Linked DNA regions of Mus musculus: region 2 is linked to region 1. The links are chromatin contacts, called in public Hi-C maps. All regions are on one chromosome and are shown on one strand. The core of a region is the stretch at or near the end of the contact, and the rest is flanking DNA. Distances in the headings are between cores, read along the strand shown. Region 1 holds the start of Tbk1 (TANK-binding kinase 1). Region 2 overlaps D930020B18Rik (RIKEN cDNA D930020B18 gene).

Region 1 (7,970 bases), core at 3,803-6,302:
AGATGCCATTACAGATGGTTGTGAGCCACCCCGTGGTTGCTGGGAATTAACCTCAGGAAGCGTGTCCATTACCCATAATGGCTGAACCATCTCTCCCCTGCTAGCATGTTTCTAGTGATTGGAAACGGTATTTGTGCCCGTTGTTTCCAGAGCTGGCTGGTCACTGCTGACGGCTTCCGTTAATCTTCCTCAGTGTCCCTTCCCATCTCCCAGCCAGGCTGACAGATCAGACGTTCCCTCGAGGGTTCACTGTTCTGCAGGGCCTTCCTGGGAACTCTGTGTACTGAGGCGAGCTCATGCGCCTCTTCTGATATCAGACTACAGTTACCTCTCTTCTAAGACTCCCTTCTACTGTTACCGCTGTTCTCAGACCTGCTTTACCGCCAGCCCTCCTCCGCTGGGGTCGCTGGCGCTGTCTCCGCTTACCCGTGCAGCTTGTGTTCTGTCCGTTTCATTCCGGCGATGGGGCAAATAGCATGGCCAGGGGTGACTTAAGGGAGGGAGAGCTCACCCAGCCTCCAGGTCACGTCAGTCTTGAGGGCAGTCAGGACAGGAACTTGAAGCTAAAACCACAAAGGAGCACGGCTTGCTGAATCAGCACAGGCTAAAGCAAGCGCAGCTGGTTTTCCTACACAGTCCAGAACCACCTACCCAGGGAGTGGTGGTGCCCACAGCCGGCTGCTTCCTCTCCTATCAACTCAGAGTCAGGACATAGTTCCACAGACCAGTCCTCAATAGTCAGGATGTCAGTCCCTTGGTCGTGATTCCTCTGGTGAACCTAGGCTATGTCAACAGTTGAAGCCAACTGAGATGGATGGCTTCCTTTAAGGCTTTCTTTTAAGACAGGATTTCTCTTATGTAGCCCAGGGGAGCTTGAAATCCAGTGTCTCTCCCTTCAGCCTCTTAGCTTTTGGAATCTCAGATGTGAATCACAATGCCCAGGTTCTCTGCATATAGTTTGTCAGGTGAATGCTGGCTCTTGAGGTCTTAGGAACATGCATATGGGCTAAGCGTCCCTGTCAGAGCTCACTGCCTGCTGTCTGCTATTTCTAGTGTGTGTTTAGTTCACATCACTGGGTGTGGCCTGCAGTGCTGGCCAGTGCCTGGCCTGACTGCTAGCCTGCTCTTTGATGGTCTTAAATATTGAACTGTAAATACCCACTAAACACCAAATAAACAGCAGCTCTTTGAAGGCTGAAGGCTTCAGTCTTTATCTTTGACTTTTTTTTTCATTAAATTTAATTTTTTATTGTTAATTTTACCAGTAAATAGAAATCTTCCGGGCTGGTGAGATGGCTCAGTGGTTAAGAGCACCCGACTGCTCTTACGAAGGTCAGGAGTTCAAATCCCAGCAACCACATGGTGGGTCACAACCATCCGTAACGAGATCTGACTCCCTCTTCTGGAGTTGTCTGAGGACAGCTACAGAGAACTTACATATAATAAATAAAAAATAAATCTTTTTTTTAAAAAAAGAGAAATCTTCTAAAAGCTATTTCCTCTGACTGCTATTGCTCATAGCAATATTGGTTGTTACCAAAGAGAGACTAGCGTTCAGAAGCCTTGGGGGGAAAAAAAAACCATCCTGTCTTGACATGTGTGCTGTTTCCATGCTTGTCTTCCAGGTGTTCTTCCAGAGAGCAAAACCCTAAGGACTGGACCTCCCGGCCCCTGTCATGATCAGGAACTCCAGTTCATAATTTATAAAGAAGCAGTTTGTGTGTGTGTGGGTGTGTGTGTGCTCGCGAGCGCCATCCACACTGGTCCTTTAGCATTGTTTCCATCATATTGCAGTGTATGTGGGATTTTCTGTAAAATGGGTGTAATTTTTCCCTTAAAAAGGTGTGTGACAACAAGAGAAGTTGCCTGCATGCCGGTTTAAATTGTTTATGTAAAAATGCTGTTATAAGACATAGATTTATCCTAGTTCCTTAATTTTTTTTCCTTTTATGAAACTTTAAAGTTCTTTATAAAATGCAGCAGTGGAAAACTGACTAACAAATCGAATGTAAAGTTGGGAATGTTTGGTTCTGTGTATGCAGACACATGAGCTGTGGGGTAACAATCAAAACGTAATCTTTCATAGATAGCCATTACATTTCTTTAAATTTTTCAATGCCGATGTGTATTCTATAAGAGAATAGCTTCCTAATTAAGTCGGTTTAGAAGAAGGTGCTGGTGTCACACATTTTTTTATAAAAAATAAATTTTACATAGTGAAATACACCAAGTCTTTTCCGGAGTTATTACAAAGAGCCTCCTTTCCCCACCTTACTCACACTGATTCCCACCTAACAATCAGCAGATGGGAGTGTGGGTTCCTTATGTCACAGGCTGTGCCCCAGCGGTCACTCACAACATAGGTCTGTTGAGTCTTTTTTAAATGCACTAGGAGCCAACTCTGTCCATCTGTGATGGGATTAGAAAGCCCGGTGTTTTTCTGTGATATTAGATGTCCTCCGAGCACAGCCCACTTGGATTTGTTTGTTTGGTTTTGCCTTGAGACTGGGTCTCACTATACAGAGCAGCCTGCCTCCCCACTGCTGGGATTAAGCTGAGAAGCACCAAGTCTGACCACCCGTGTGTTGATGACTTGCAGTCAATTAACTATGTGTGCTGCTTCGTGCAACAGGAGAAAGCCAGAAGAGCAGCCTCGGGAAAGACAGACGGAAGTCCGGCAACCCAGCTGTAGGCGCTTACACTGAAATCTAAGTCTGTATAGTGAACGCCAGCGGCGGCCGACTTCTATCCCAAGCACTGCGCAAAAGCAGAGGAACGGAAAGGGAAAGGGCCAGGTCATCCTCAGCCACATAGTGAGTCCAAGGTCGGCCTGGACTGCACGAGAGTCTGTCTAGGAATGCAGTTAGTAAAAGCCTGGCGTCTACTGCAGAGTATGTATACTTGGTGGTAGAGGGCTTGCTTGAAGACCCAAGTTCCATCCCTAGCACCACAGAGCAGGGAGGGGACACAGATTTAGGAGAGATTTGTCTTTTTCTCCTTTGGCTGTGTGTTGTCCAGGGATATATATTTCCTAAAATCTTTTTAAAGTGAATTTATATGTGCACATATGTGTGTGTAGGGGGAGGATAAGAACTGAATTATTTGAAACAGGTTATTATTTGAAACTGTATTACTCTACTCAGTATTTTGGCCAGGTCCCAGTCCCGGGTTGCAGGTGTTGACTGCCACCAAGGTTTGATACGGGATCCAAATTCAGGCCCCCATCTCGTCCATCGAGCACTTTGTGAACTTGAACCCACGCCCCCCCCCCCCCAATCCCCTAGAATCTTTTTCTGATTTTTAACTCCAGGAGAGATAGCATTTTCCTTACATTATAAAATAAAAGCAGTGAAGTAAATTGACAGCTAAGGATCTCTATTTCATCTCTTGAACGATGAAAATAGTGACGTATATATAGTACTTCTATAAATAACAGTTTTTAAGAAATAGGTAAGTGGGGCAGGTTTGGTGGCTTCTGCCTGTAATCACTGCATTCAGAGGGGGCCAAGGCCTGTTTCAAAAACAACAACCAAGACAAGCAAAACCAGGTGTTGCTTTGCTATGTTCCTGTACACTGTGGGAGAGGTAATAGCATCTGTGGGACACAGCAGAATTGTACAAGTGTACAATTAGTGTGTAGCAGAGCACAGCAGTTACGAGCTTGTATAACGAGGACTCTGGATCCAGATTTAAGTAGATTCAAACACCACTTAACACCAGTAACCGATTTTAGGACCTTGAGCAAGTTAAATAACTTCTTCCTGCCTTGGTTTCCCCGTCAGAAATGGGGAACAGTGGTAGCTACCTCATAACTTGTAAAGAATCCAATGAATTAAAACACAGGTCTCAGTATTAGCTTGTATTACTGTACTATCGAGTCCATACACGGCTCTCTAAAGCCCTACAGAGGGTTCATGTGTTTAGACCTGAGAAATCAGGACATGGAAATCAGAGCATATACATAAGGAACTTAATTTTAATGTAATCATGTCTAATGATCCTCATCTTCATTCCTTGAGATTACCCAAGTACCGTCATGACCAAGAAGCCTTTCCGTCATTGAGTACCTGATTTTTAAAAGCAAGCACCCAAATAATTCTCTCTAGGGAATCTCATTTGTTACAGGTGAGAAGACAGAGGGTTTTATGGTGCCTGAGTTAGTCCTGTGCCTAACCAGTGGAGTTTCCGTCTCTGTGCTTGCTAATAGTTTCACAAGTGGCTTGACTTTTTTAGAAGTATTATGTGGTATTTTACTGTGTATCACTTCTGTGGTAAACATGTGAAGTCCTTTGGCTTAGTCATACTTCATAACTTTTGAACGTTGGGTTTTTTGTTGGAAGAAACTTGGATGAATCTGTCATGTCATTAACAGAACTGAAATATTCTATTGTAAGACGTGCATTTGCGGTTAGAATGGTCTTGTTGCCTAAACTGTCTAAAATTCTAATAAAATAACTTTCTAAGAAGTCATTGGAGTGGGCCTTTTAAAATCTCCATTTTGAGTTTGATGAAAACGGATTAGAAGTGGGCAGAGATTCAGCTTCAGCCCCCTGTTTCAGTCAACGCCTCTGCCAGCCCTTAACCACTCCCGGCTCCCGTCCTCGGAGATCTGCTCGCCCTCGGTCTGGAGGGTGCCTTAGGTAGAAAGAGGAATTTGGTGCATCGTGCTTCCTTGGAAGCAAATCCTTGTAAGGAATGCCTGCTTGAGCAGGACCTGATCATACAGCAGTTTACCTCTTAAGTTGTCAAGTTCAAGTCTCCAGTGTTACCATTTTCAAAAACAGAAACTGAAAGCGACTTAAAGAGTACTGATGGCATGAACGGATACTTGCTTCACGCAGCAGCCAAGCGACGTTGAAACACAAACCCGCCCCATCTACTCTGCGAAAGCGATCGGCGGCCAGCCCGCTGTCCACGGGTGGCCGTGGGCGTCACCTCCTTGCCGCACGCCGGCCGCCCCGCACTCCCTTAGCTCCTCCCGCCCGCACTGGAGACTGCAGCCCAGCGAGCTCGGCCGCCGCGGAGTACGCACGCGCAGGCGCGCCCCGCACTCGGTCACGTGCTCCGTGGCCCGGGCTGGCGAAGCCGGAAGTAGCCTGGGGCGCGAGAAGGCCCGGGAGCCGCGGGCTGTACGCGGCGGACACTCGCGGGGTAAGAGGGGCGGGCGGAGGCCGGTGGGGGCGGACGGGGCCGGAGGGGCCGGGCGGGGGCGCGCCCAGGGGTCGGGGAGGCGGCGTGCTGAGTCAGCGCGGGGCCGCGGCCCCGGGAGCCCCGCAGCCTCGCGCTCGCCCGGGATGGGCCCTGGCGGCCGCCCGGGCACCGGGGCTGCCCTGGCCGGAGTTGACTCGCCGCTCCCACCCTTGGTCCAGCTGCCGCCGCCGGCAGTTTTTAGACGGACTGGCGTTCCCGAGGGTTGACTCACCCGAGGATACCGGCACCAGACGTTTTTAATGTACACAGCGAAATGCAAACCCCCCTGTCTTCTCGTTCCTCCCCGACCTGCTGGATTTATTTCCCGGATCCATTCCCCTGGTGTTTTCTGTCAGGCGTCCCAAGACGGATTCTCCCCCGAGAACTGTCAAAACCCGACCTTTCCCATTCCGGGACCTCTGCTATCTACGGAGTAAATGGGTGACATAGAGGGAGAGTTGGGAAATCCTGGAACTTTTGTCCCTACACCATGTCACCAGACCTGTTTTATCCTCGGTAACTTTCGCTTTAAGCAATCAAAGGAAGTAGACTGCCTACAGAATCACAGATAACTTACTTGTTGAATGCCAGATAATACACTTGTCAGGATTTGGGGAGATTTACATAGCAAGCATCCGTTGGGTGTGCTGAGTCATGTTTTAGTCCCGAGGGGGTTCCTGGAAAAGTTTCAGACCATTACTATTGCGGACCCATCTTTTTATATTGGTATAGAGAGAGAGCTTATCTTATATATCTTAGCTGATAAATATGTTTTCAGCTACCCACTAGAGACATATGCGCACTTGGTGATGAATCTGTCCTTTACAGTTATTTAACAGCAGTGCAGCATCAATTAGGGAAGGTTTCCCGTTACATATTTGGGTTTATCGCCCCTTGAATGGAGCGTACGTAGTTAAGTGGTAAGTGCATTTGTTGTTTTCGAAAAGGGTTCCTTTTTTGCTTACTTCAAATAGACAGATGGCTGTACAATTTCTTATCTAAATTACATAGGTGATAAAATTCTAAGTATAAGTACTGTGTAAGAGATTGTCGAACCTTGGACTCTTGGGCATTTCCCAGGACCCTAACTTGGAAGATCAGAGTTCTAGCTTACTGGAAATGGACTTGCTATCTGACCTCACAACAGTCTTAAAGGAGTCTGATCTGTCTGGTGTTGGTGCCATCTATTCGGTTGCATGGCCTTCTTGTGTTAAAAGTCAAGTCTGCAGTTGGTACATCTTAGGATTTGGTAATATATACTTGGTGTGTGTATATACATCCTGTCCATTTAGAAGTAAGGGGAATGACTACTTTTTGATGGTTTTTACGTGTGTGTGTGTGTGTGTGTGTGCGCGCGCGCGCGCGGTCTCATACATGCCGTGGCACAGATAGTCCATGTGGGTTCCGGGAACTGAACTTAGGTTATCAGATTTGGCAGCAAGCCCCTTTGCGCACTGAGCCATTTCACTGGCTCAGGAAAACCATCCTTAAACAGAATCAAAAGAGTTACTGGCTTTTCAAGAATAGTAACTTCTGTACTTTTCAGTTACAGTTTCTCTGTGGGCGAGATTCTGCCTTCTGGGACGATCCTGTAGTGGTGATGGTTTTCTGCGCTTCCCTAAGTTCTTTCATTTGTCTCCCAGCATGTGAGAGGCAAAGGCAGGAAAATTGCAGGTTCGAGTCCAACTTGGGCTTGTGAAGAGACCCTGGGTCAAAAAATATTTTTTTGTAAATCAGGATTAATCTTTTCAAGCAATTGGAGGAAATAGTCAATATTATTTTGATTGTCAGAGACAGTACTAGACAATAAACGGATGTTTCTTACAGCTCTGGGATTTAAATTAAATTGAATATATGAAATAAAAGCCAAACATGGGGGATGGAAGTGGTTGGGAACACTTGCTACTCGCACAGAGGGTGGGCTTGAACTCCCAGCACCCACAGCAAATGGGTCACAACATAATTCCAGCTCCCGGGGATCTGACTCACACCCTCCAGCATCATGGGCACAGACTCAAATACTCATATCCAATTCTTTTTAATTTGAAAAAAAAAAAAAAAAAAAGCCAGATATCCCTGTAACTCACCATTTTGGAGGCTAAGACTGAAGACTAATCTGCGTCATATGGAGAGCTGAAAGCCAGGCTGGGAAGGTTGGTAAAACACTATCTCCAGAGCGGAACAAGAATGATGGAATATATGTGGTTCACTGTTGCTGCTGTATTGCTGGGAACATACTGCATTTCAGTCTAACAGATACTGGGCAGTCCTACTTCAAGCTAACCGTGGCTCACACTCGTTATTTCCTTAACAGCATACATGCAAATCTCTTCTTCCCCCTTATCGTGAGGAGAAGCGCCTGGACAAGCCGAGATGCAGAGCACCTCCAACCATCTGTGGCTCCTGTCTGATATCCTAGGCCAGGGGGCCACTGCAAATGTCTTCCGAGGAAGGCATAAGGTAGGTCCAGTGCTGCCTGTCAGGCTCATCTCGACCTGGTCCTGTCTTCCAACAAGCACGCCGAAGTCCAAAGAGAAGGGATTTTGTGGGCTTTGTGATTAAGATTTAGCTTGTTTTGGGGCGGTGAACACCTACCTAGTGGTGCTAGTTTCTGAGTTTACAGAATGGAAAAACACTGGAAGAGATTGGACAGTGTTTCCCACCTGCCTTCCTGGTGTGACATGCAGTGGAGGGAGGCATGACCGACAGGCGGACAGGCAGATGCCCAGAGTTTAAAAGGAGCCCACTGGTGATTCGCGTCTCTAAATAGCACCATGCAG
Region 2 (7,970 bases), core at 3,447-5,946, 110 kb before region 1:
CAATTCGAATTTGGCGCTAACCCCTCCCGAGCGGGTGCATGCAAATTGGGTGCCGGCAGACTGACCAATCCCAGGGGGCCACGGAGCCTTCTCCCATGCTGGGGTGCATATAAGCAGGGCTCCCTGGGCGCCCAGGGTCCCTGTAGAAGCATCGAGGCATTCCTGCAATAAAGGCTGTTGAGAAGAATCCGACTGGGTCGATGTTCCATCTCCCAGTAAGTATCAATTGCAAATAGCTTCTCAGGTATACGTAGAATGCTGTCCCCTCTTCCCTTTATCCATGCTGGGAATGGGTCTGGCTTGCTTGTGCAGATCTTGTAGGTGTTGTCACCATCTGTGACGCATGTGTGCATCAGCCCTGTTGTGCCTGGAAGACGCCGCATCACTGAAGTCATGCATTGCCTCTTTTACAATCTCTCTGCTTCCTCTTCTGCATAGACAGATCCCTGAGCATTGAGGGGTGGGGTTTGACAAAGACATCGCATTTAGGGCTGAGTGCTCAAAGCTTTCTTACTGTCTGCACACTGTCCAGTTGTGGTCTCTGTTAATTACCATCTCAGATGAGGATTCACTGATCTGTGGGCATAGGCCATTAGAAGTATGTCACTAGAGATCATTTCCTGCGGTGTTCCTTTAGCAAAACAATAGCAGTAGGTTCTCCCCTGTGGCCCATGACCATACGGATCAGATATGGGTTCAATTTCTTGAATGGACCATAAATCCAGGCAAAAAGGGTTGGTTGCACCCATAACATTTGTGCAACTATTGCACTAGTATATATTTAGATTTAGAATATCCTCTTGATAGGTTTTTTTTCCTTTAATGAGCATATAGTCTCCTTCTCATTTGATTAGTTTTAGTCTGAAGTCTATTTGTTAGATATTAAAATAGTCCTGCTTACTTCCTGGTTCCATCTGCTTGGAATACCCTTCTCCATCTTTTTACCCTAAGATGTTTTCTATCCTTAATGATGTTTTGTTTTTTGTTTTTTTTTTTTTTGTTTTGTTTTGTTTTGTTCCCTGGAGGCAACAGAATGCATCTGCTTTCTGACCTGTTAGTCTGTGTCTTTTTATTAGGGAATGGAGACCTTCAATATTGAATTATTATTGAACAGTCATTCCTGCTATTTTGTGTGGTGGTGTGTCCCCCACTCCCCGCCCTTGGTGAACTGATGTGGAATTATTTATTCCTTATGTCCTCTTGGGTATATTTAATCTTCTCTTCAGACTGAAGTTTTCCTTTCAGTGCAGTGGTTCTCAACTTGTGGGTCACAACCCCTGAGGGGTTTGCATATCAGATATTTACAGCTCATATCAATGGCAAGATTCAGTTATGAAGTAGCAACAAAATAATTTATAATTTAAGGTCACCACCGTAAGAGGAACTGTACTAGGCAATCACAGCATCAGGGAGCCACTGAGCCGCTGTGCCTCTGCCTCCTGCAGAGCTGGGACGGTGGTCAAAAATTACTTATTGTTATAGTGAATTTATTTTTCTTTCTCCTTCAATTGTATTGATACTTTTGTTGGCTATTGTAGTCTGCCCTAGCATGTGTGGGTCTTTTTGACTTTGTAGAACATCCGTCTGGGCCCTTCTGGATTTCAGAGTCACCATTGAAAAGTGCTATTCTATTGGGTCTTTCTATGTGACTTAATCTTTTTCCCTTTCGGCTTTTAACACTCCTGCTTTATGCTAAATGTTTTGTGTTTGGATCATTATGCACTGCAGGGAGTAATTCTTATCCAGCCTCTCCGGAGTTCTGGCTGCCTCTTGTATCTGTAAAGGGATCTCTTTCTTTAGACTGAGGAAATTTTCTGCTTTCTTCTTGTTGCTACAAAACATTTTCTGGGGCTGGAGAGATGGCTCAGTGGGTAAGAGCACCTGACTGCTCTTCCGAAGGTCCAAAGTTCAAGTCCCAGCAACCACATGGTGGCTCACAACCATCCGTAATGAGATCTGATGCCCACTTCTGGTGCATTTGAAGACAGCTACAGTGTACTTACATTAAATAAATAAATAAATAAATAAATAAATAAATAAATAAATAAATAAATAAATAAATAAATCTTAAAAAAAAACATTTTCTGTACCTTTGACCTACGTTTCTTCTCCTTCCTCTATATTTATTATTCTCAAGTTTGGTCTTTTCACAATGTCCTGAATGTTTTATGCCTGGTAGTTTTAGATTTAACTTTTCCTTTGGCCGAGCTATCCATTTCTGCTACCCTGTCTCCAAGACCTAAAATTCTCTCTTTGACTGCTTCCAATCTGTCAGCAAGGCTTACCTCTGGGCTTTTTGTCAGAATCCCTGGGTTTCTCATGTCCAGTTCTAATTCAGTTTGGCTTTTGTTTAGCAATTCCACTTCTTTTTTAAATCCTACTTTCATATCTCGAATTGTTTTTGCTTTTATTCTCCTGTGAATTTGTATTTTCAGTCTCCATTGGGGCATTTATTCATATTGTGTTTAAAGTCCTTGAGTATATTAATAACTGGTGTTTTAAAGTTCTTGTCTCCCTGTACTTCAAATAAATTGTTTTTCCTGGGTTATATTACAATGGGAGTGCTAGTCCCATTTGTTTGCTTTTGTGTCTCACAATATGAGGAGTCACATTGTCTTAGTTGTTCATTTTTTTTTAATGATCTAGGCATTTTGAATTATGATGTTTGTGGTATTTCTTGTGTGAATATCTGATCTCTTCTTTGTTGGATGGGTGTATGGTTCTTTGATTACTATTACCCTAATCTAATCGGTTGTGGACCCGAAGAATAATGCTTAGTTCTCAGAATTGCCATCTGTGGTGGTTTGAATATGCTTGGCCCACAGGAAGTAGCAGTATTAGTTTGAAGCAGGGCTACAGGATCCGTAGTCTCTTCCATCTCAGAAATAACTCTTTATCTACTGGGTCAACACTCATTGCCCCACCCCCACCTCACTCACCCCCTAAGTAGGAATGAGAGACTTACAGACTTCTTGGAGGGTGATGAAGGGAGGTTCGGAGACCGAGTGGTAATGGCGAAATGGTGAAAAGGCTTGGAGACTGTGTGGTTGTGTTGATGACATAATCATGTAGGCTTACTTGGAATCTACTGAGACAACATAGCAGAGGAACACACTACCCCACGTCAAAGTGTACATCCAGGGGCAGGAGGGATGGCTCAGTGGTTAAAAGTGCTTGCTGTTCTTCCAGAGAACCTGAGCTTGGTTTCCAGCACTTACACCCGGTAGCGCGCAACTTACACTGGGTAGCGCGAAAACCCCTATGGCTCCTGCTCTAACGTATCCAATGCCGCCCTCTTCTGGCCTCTACAAACCCACACATAACCATAAAAGAAAAAAAGAGTGTTGTATACAAAGCCAGCACTTGGGAGATAGAGGCAGGAGGAAAAGGAGTTCAAAGCCATTCTTGGCCACTGAGCGATCAAGTCTCCCTGGGTTCCGTGAGACCCCGTTTTAATAAACAAAAGTGTTGTTTACAGGCAGAGGACACTAGAGAGCTTGGAGAAGCTAGTGAGCTTACAGAAAGAAATAGGCAAGGCCTAGAAAGTGGCTTAATGTAAATTGGTTAGATGCCTGAGTCAGAACTAGAAACGAGGTTTCTGGGTGAAGGTTTCATTCTTATACTTTTTTCCCCCAAAAGTTCAATACTTAAGACTTTTTAAAAAATCACAATAAAAGGAAAAAAAAAAAAAACCTCATGGAAACAAATAAGACTAGTAATTTATAAATAATCTGCAAACAAAACATTTTTTATCAATGTATCAAAACATTATTTTGAGAGTCACAGTATACCAGGTTTTTCAAGTTGAAAACTCAGTACTACCTTTATGGTATTTTTTTTCTTTTGAAAGATCTTACAATGATTCTATTAAACACTGCACTGACAACGAAACCAGCACATAAGAACTTGCCTGGGATGCTGGCAAATCAAGTCATTACTGGCGCAGTAAGAATGGCGTGTGGGAGCACAGCAGGGCGAGGAGGCGGCTGAGGCTGCCCAGGGCAGGTGCACACATCTGGAACATGGGTAAGAAGGTTCCCTCCTTAGCCACCTACAGCCTCTCAGAGTAGCAATTTGAGAAGCTAAAAGTGTCTGCATGCCTTTTTTAACACAAAGTCTCATATCTAGAAGCCAGTTTTTATTTTATTATTTTTTGTGGTGCTGGACACTGAACCCGGGGCCTCCCTACATGCTAGGCAAGTGCCCTACCATTTGAGCTACAGTCTCAGCTGGAACGGTTCTATTTTTACATAAAATATTTAGAAAGCTATAGAAGTAGTAAATTTAAGAAATATATTGAGCAATCAGTCAAAATCATATAAATATTATATTAAAAAATGATCACTGTAAAATAATTTAAATATTGCTGGACAAATTTATGACACGAAACTAAGTCTCAACAAAGTCCCCAGCCGTGGTTCCATTGAGCACCACAGGCAAAGCCGCCCAGAGTGCACTTTCTTTGGAAGCAGACTTTCCTCTCCTACTTCCTCAGGCTGTAGGAAGTTATACAGAAAGCCCACTTCTGGTGTTTTTTAAAGTCAAACGCAACAGCTCCAGAAAGTGTTTGGGGTCTAAGTTAACTTACAGCCACTCAGTGTGACCTTTTGTAAATGAGTGCGAGAGGCTCCACAGGCTGGTTCAGACTGGCCCACTCTGGCGTGAAACAGAGCAGCATACTGCGGAGCTTCCCCACAGGAAGTCCTGCCTGTTTTCCTTCAGTATTCCGTGCAGCTGCAGTGGTGTCCTCCTGCCCACTGCTGCAGGCACACTTTTGACATTAAAATATTTCCGGGTAGGGGAGAAAGTGCCGCACGCCATCACCCACACGCCATCGCCGGGCACTTCTCTAAGGCTGTGTACTTTGTACTTCTACGACAATCTTGCTGCGGGTGTTCCAGTGGCTCCCTCCAATCGCCAAGGAGACCCACGAGATCTGTTCTGCACACGCAGGCTCTGAGATTCTGCGCTTGCTCAGTACTGTTTTCATGGCTTTGAGAAAGCTTTCATTCTGGAGAGGTACGGCACTTTCCATAAGTGAAGAAAGATGTAGCCAGTGTTTGTGTTGCTTGGGGCTGGGTTGTTTTGCTTTGGTTTTGTTACTGTTTGTTTGGGGTTTTTTGGTTTTGTTTGTTTTTTTTTTTTTTTTCCTGTGGTAGAGCTTGAACACACATCTTCACAGATGCTAGGTAGAGACTCTGCCTCTGAGTTGCAGGCTCTCAGCCCAGACATAGCTACTTAAAAAAAAATTAAGACTCTACCCCCACCCCAGAACTGGGCGTGGGGACACACATTTTACTCCTAGTGCTTGGGAGGCGGAGGCAGCGGCAGGCAGATCTCTGTGAGTTCAAGGTCTACAGAAGGAGTTCCAGGACAGCCAGGACTACACAGAGAAACCCTATCTCAAGAAAGCAGAAACCAAAAAGTAAGAGCTCTTAAAGCGGTGTTAATGAGCACTTCACTAGACTCTTTAGAAGGAAGGAGCTAAATAGTCCATAAATCAAAAGGCTGTTTTCCATAGTGACTTCAGTGGATACTTTATACTTCTAACCTCCTCTAACATTTTGCACACTGTTTCTGCTCAATCAACTGCAGAACTTCATGACAGAGCTGAGTGGTGGGCTCTGTAATGGGGTAGCAGCCTGGGAGCCTCTGCTCCAAGGCCGGCATGTGAATAAAGTACCTGCAAGTCACAGAGAGAAACAAAACACCGTTAAAACGAGAACTTTCACACTGGCTCATCCAGTATGTTCACATTCGCGGCACAACGATGGAAGGGTGGGGGAGGGGAGGGGTGGGGGTGGGGGAGGGGCGGGGTGGGAGTGGGGGTGGAGGACCCTTAGCCACGGGGACTCAGCATGTCCAGACTTCCAACCTCCCGAGCTCAGGACTTAGAAAATCCTTACCACATATGCACTCCAGCCTTTCTCTTTGAGACAGGAATTATTAATAATGGATCTGCCACCTAGGCGGTGACCAAGACAGGATGGGGCTGTCTTCACCAAAATCTATGCTAAGGACTCTGATGGTGGGCCCTCAAACTGCACAGCAAGGAGAAGGGAACCAAGATGAGATAACCCGTCCGATCAGGCAAGAGGAAAGAGTAGGGTTTATCTCCCATAAAGATATAGGCAACCTTCATCCGCGTCCTTGAGTAGCATCAAAGAACGAAGACCAGAATCACTGAGGGTAGCTTTTTAAAACTGCCATTCCTAGATCATGCCCCAGGCAAACCAAAACAGAAGGACCACAACCTGGGTCAGTGTTTTTGATAACAGATGATTCTAATGCAAGGTCAGTTAAAACCATTGGTTTAAAAAAAAAAAAAAAAACCACAAACCTGAAGGTCCACAAGAATCATAAACCAGGGGGCTGGAGGAGAAAGCAGGGGGGATGGTAGCCAAAGGGCACACAATCGCCCTAACAGGGTCCTGCTGGGAGCTCCAGGTCCTACTGCTAACCATTTGTGCCAGCCGTCCTGATTGTTTATAAAGTTTATAACTAGGTCTTTTATAATTAGGATAAGCATGATGGTACATGCCTGTAATTGCTGTGAGTTCAAAGCCAACTTAAGCTAAATGGTGAGTTCCAGACCAGCCTGGGCTACACTGTAAAACTTTCCCTCAAACTGGAAAAACAGGTGTGGGTGTGTGTGTGTGTGTGTGTGTGTGTGTGTGTGTGTGTGTGTGTGATGTTATACATACCACAACATACTAAACCTTGGGAATATGATAAATGAAAGACATGGGAAAGGGCGTCCATTGGACAATTGTCTAGAAGACTGGGTAGGTAAGAGGTTAGAGCCAAGAGCTGAGAAGGAAGAATGGGATATGTCTGCTTAGCAGGCACTGGGTTTATTTTAGATAATGACAGTGTTCCAGGGTTCAATAATTACAGTTGCAAAAACATTGTGAAATGTATTCAGAGCTACCAAATTATATGCTCTAGAGGGGTAAATTTCACGCAATGTCAGTTTTTCCTAATGAAATTTTCAAAGGAAGTTAGGAGGCAGGAGTGGAGGGGTGCTGGGACTGATTTGTGGGATCAACTTGGAGCCAAATAAGTTCCTTTTATGGTATCCAGAGTGGACCCTCTGATGTAATGCCACACGCAGGAAAAACGGAGTCCACACAGAGGGCTGGATTTCTTCCTTTTGAAGCCAATATAAAGCTGTAATGTACGCCTCCACATCTTCTGATGTCTCTCTCTCCGAACCAATAGCAGAGCCAAGCTGCCAGAACCCTTCTCATTTAAGGCAAAAACTACCTTAGCTTTTCTTTAGTGTGAGTTAGTTCAGGTTGTACTGCTGAGTGCTTTGCTGGCCTTTATAAAGAGGTGCAACCCCTGAGGTGCACAGCGGAGCAGGCTGGCTGCCTGAGGAAACCAACCCTGGCTACTGCCGCCTCTTACTGTTTTGCTCGTGACAAGGGGGTAAATGAAGCCAATGGACAGCCAGCTAACTCCCCAGTGTGTCTAGGTTCCCAATCTGTCCCCCTTACTGACTGATCCCTGCAAAACGCCCCTGCAACGACTGGCTTGAACTCAGTTCATGATTTATCAACCCTTCAATAGGATTTGTTACTCTAAAATAAATCATTACACGTCTGTGCAACGTGGGCTGCACACAAGAAAGGCAATCGATTCGAGACAAGTGGATTCTAGGTCAGGGGCACTCAGATGGTAGTGGTTCTTAGAGCTGTCCCAGATTTCACCTTACCTGTGATCAAACAAAGAAGTACCAAAAAAAAAGTGTGGAATTTTCCATCACCATTTAACCCAAGCATCGTCCTGTCCTAAGTGATGTGTTTATAGGAAGAAAGAGAGCAGGGGATATGTTCTATGGAGGTGTAGTCAGGTATGGGGGGAGGAGGTGCCTGCCTCACCTGACACAGGGACAGTATAGTATAGAATAGGTAGAGAAAGAGCATGAGAGCAAGAGAGAGAGGAGGGGGCAAACTGCCTCTTTTATA

What was found. A called contact is a pair of places that touch in the nucleus more often than the background predicts.
Region 2: a contact with region 1 is called in a Hi-C map of embryonic stem cells, with 2.3 times the contacts expected there. The contact joins the enhancer-like site here to the promoter of Tbk1 in region 1. A contact is called at or near these places in 2 of 484 Hi-C or Micro-C datasets (bone marrow-derived macrophages and embryonic stem cells), 1 of 115 datasets of contacts at active chromatin or transcription factors (embryonic stem cells) and 2 of 9 other capture datasets (adipose tissue and pancreatic islet).

The regions. Positions count from the first base shown.
Region 1 is chr10:121,583,876-121,591,845 of GRCm38.p6, reverse strand. Tbk1 (TANK-binding kinase 1) reads left to right here and starts at 5,052. Exons shown (of 21, transcript NM_019786.4): 1 at 5,052-5,151; 2 at 7,505-7,650. The coding sequence starts at 7,564. It overlaps Xpot (exportin, tRNA (nuclear export receptor for tRNAs)), which reads left to right. Exons shown (of 25, transcript NM_001081056.2): 25 at 1,626-4,466. The coding sequence ends at 1,652.
Region 2 is chr10:121,690,072-121,698,041 of GRCm38.p6, reverse strand. It overlaps D930020B18Rik (RIKEN cDNA D930020B18 gene), which reads right to left. Exons shown (of 13, transcript NM_177335.4): 13 at 4,128-5,683. The coding sequence ends at 5,557. Among named protein-coding and RNA genes, the nearest start is that of Gm35865, 11 kb to the left of the region's middle. Within about 2 kb of position 4,696, at least 29 of the 459 cell types and tissues checked have an H3K27ac peak or open chromatin away from gene starts, as enhancers often do. A contact at or near this core is called in adipose tissue, bone marrow-derived macrophages and embryonic stem cells, where this site is marked.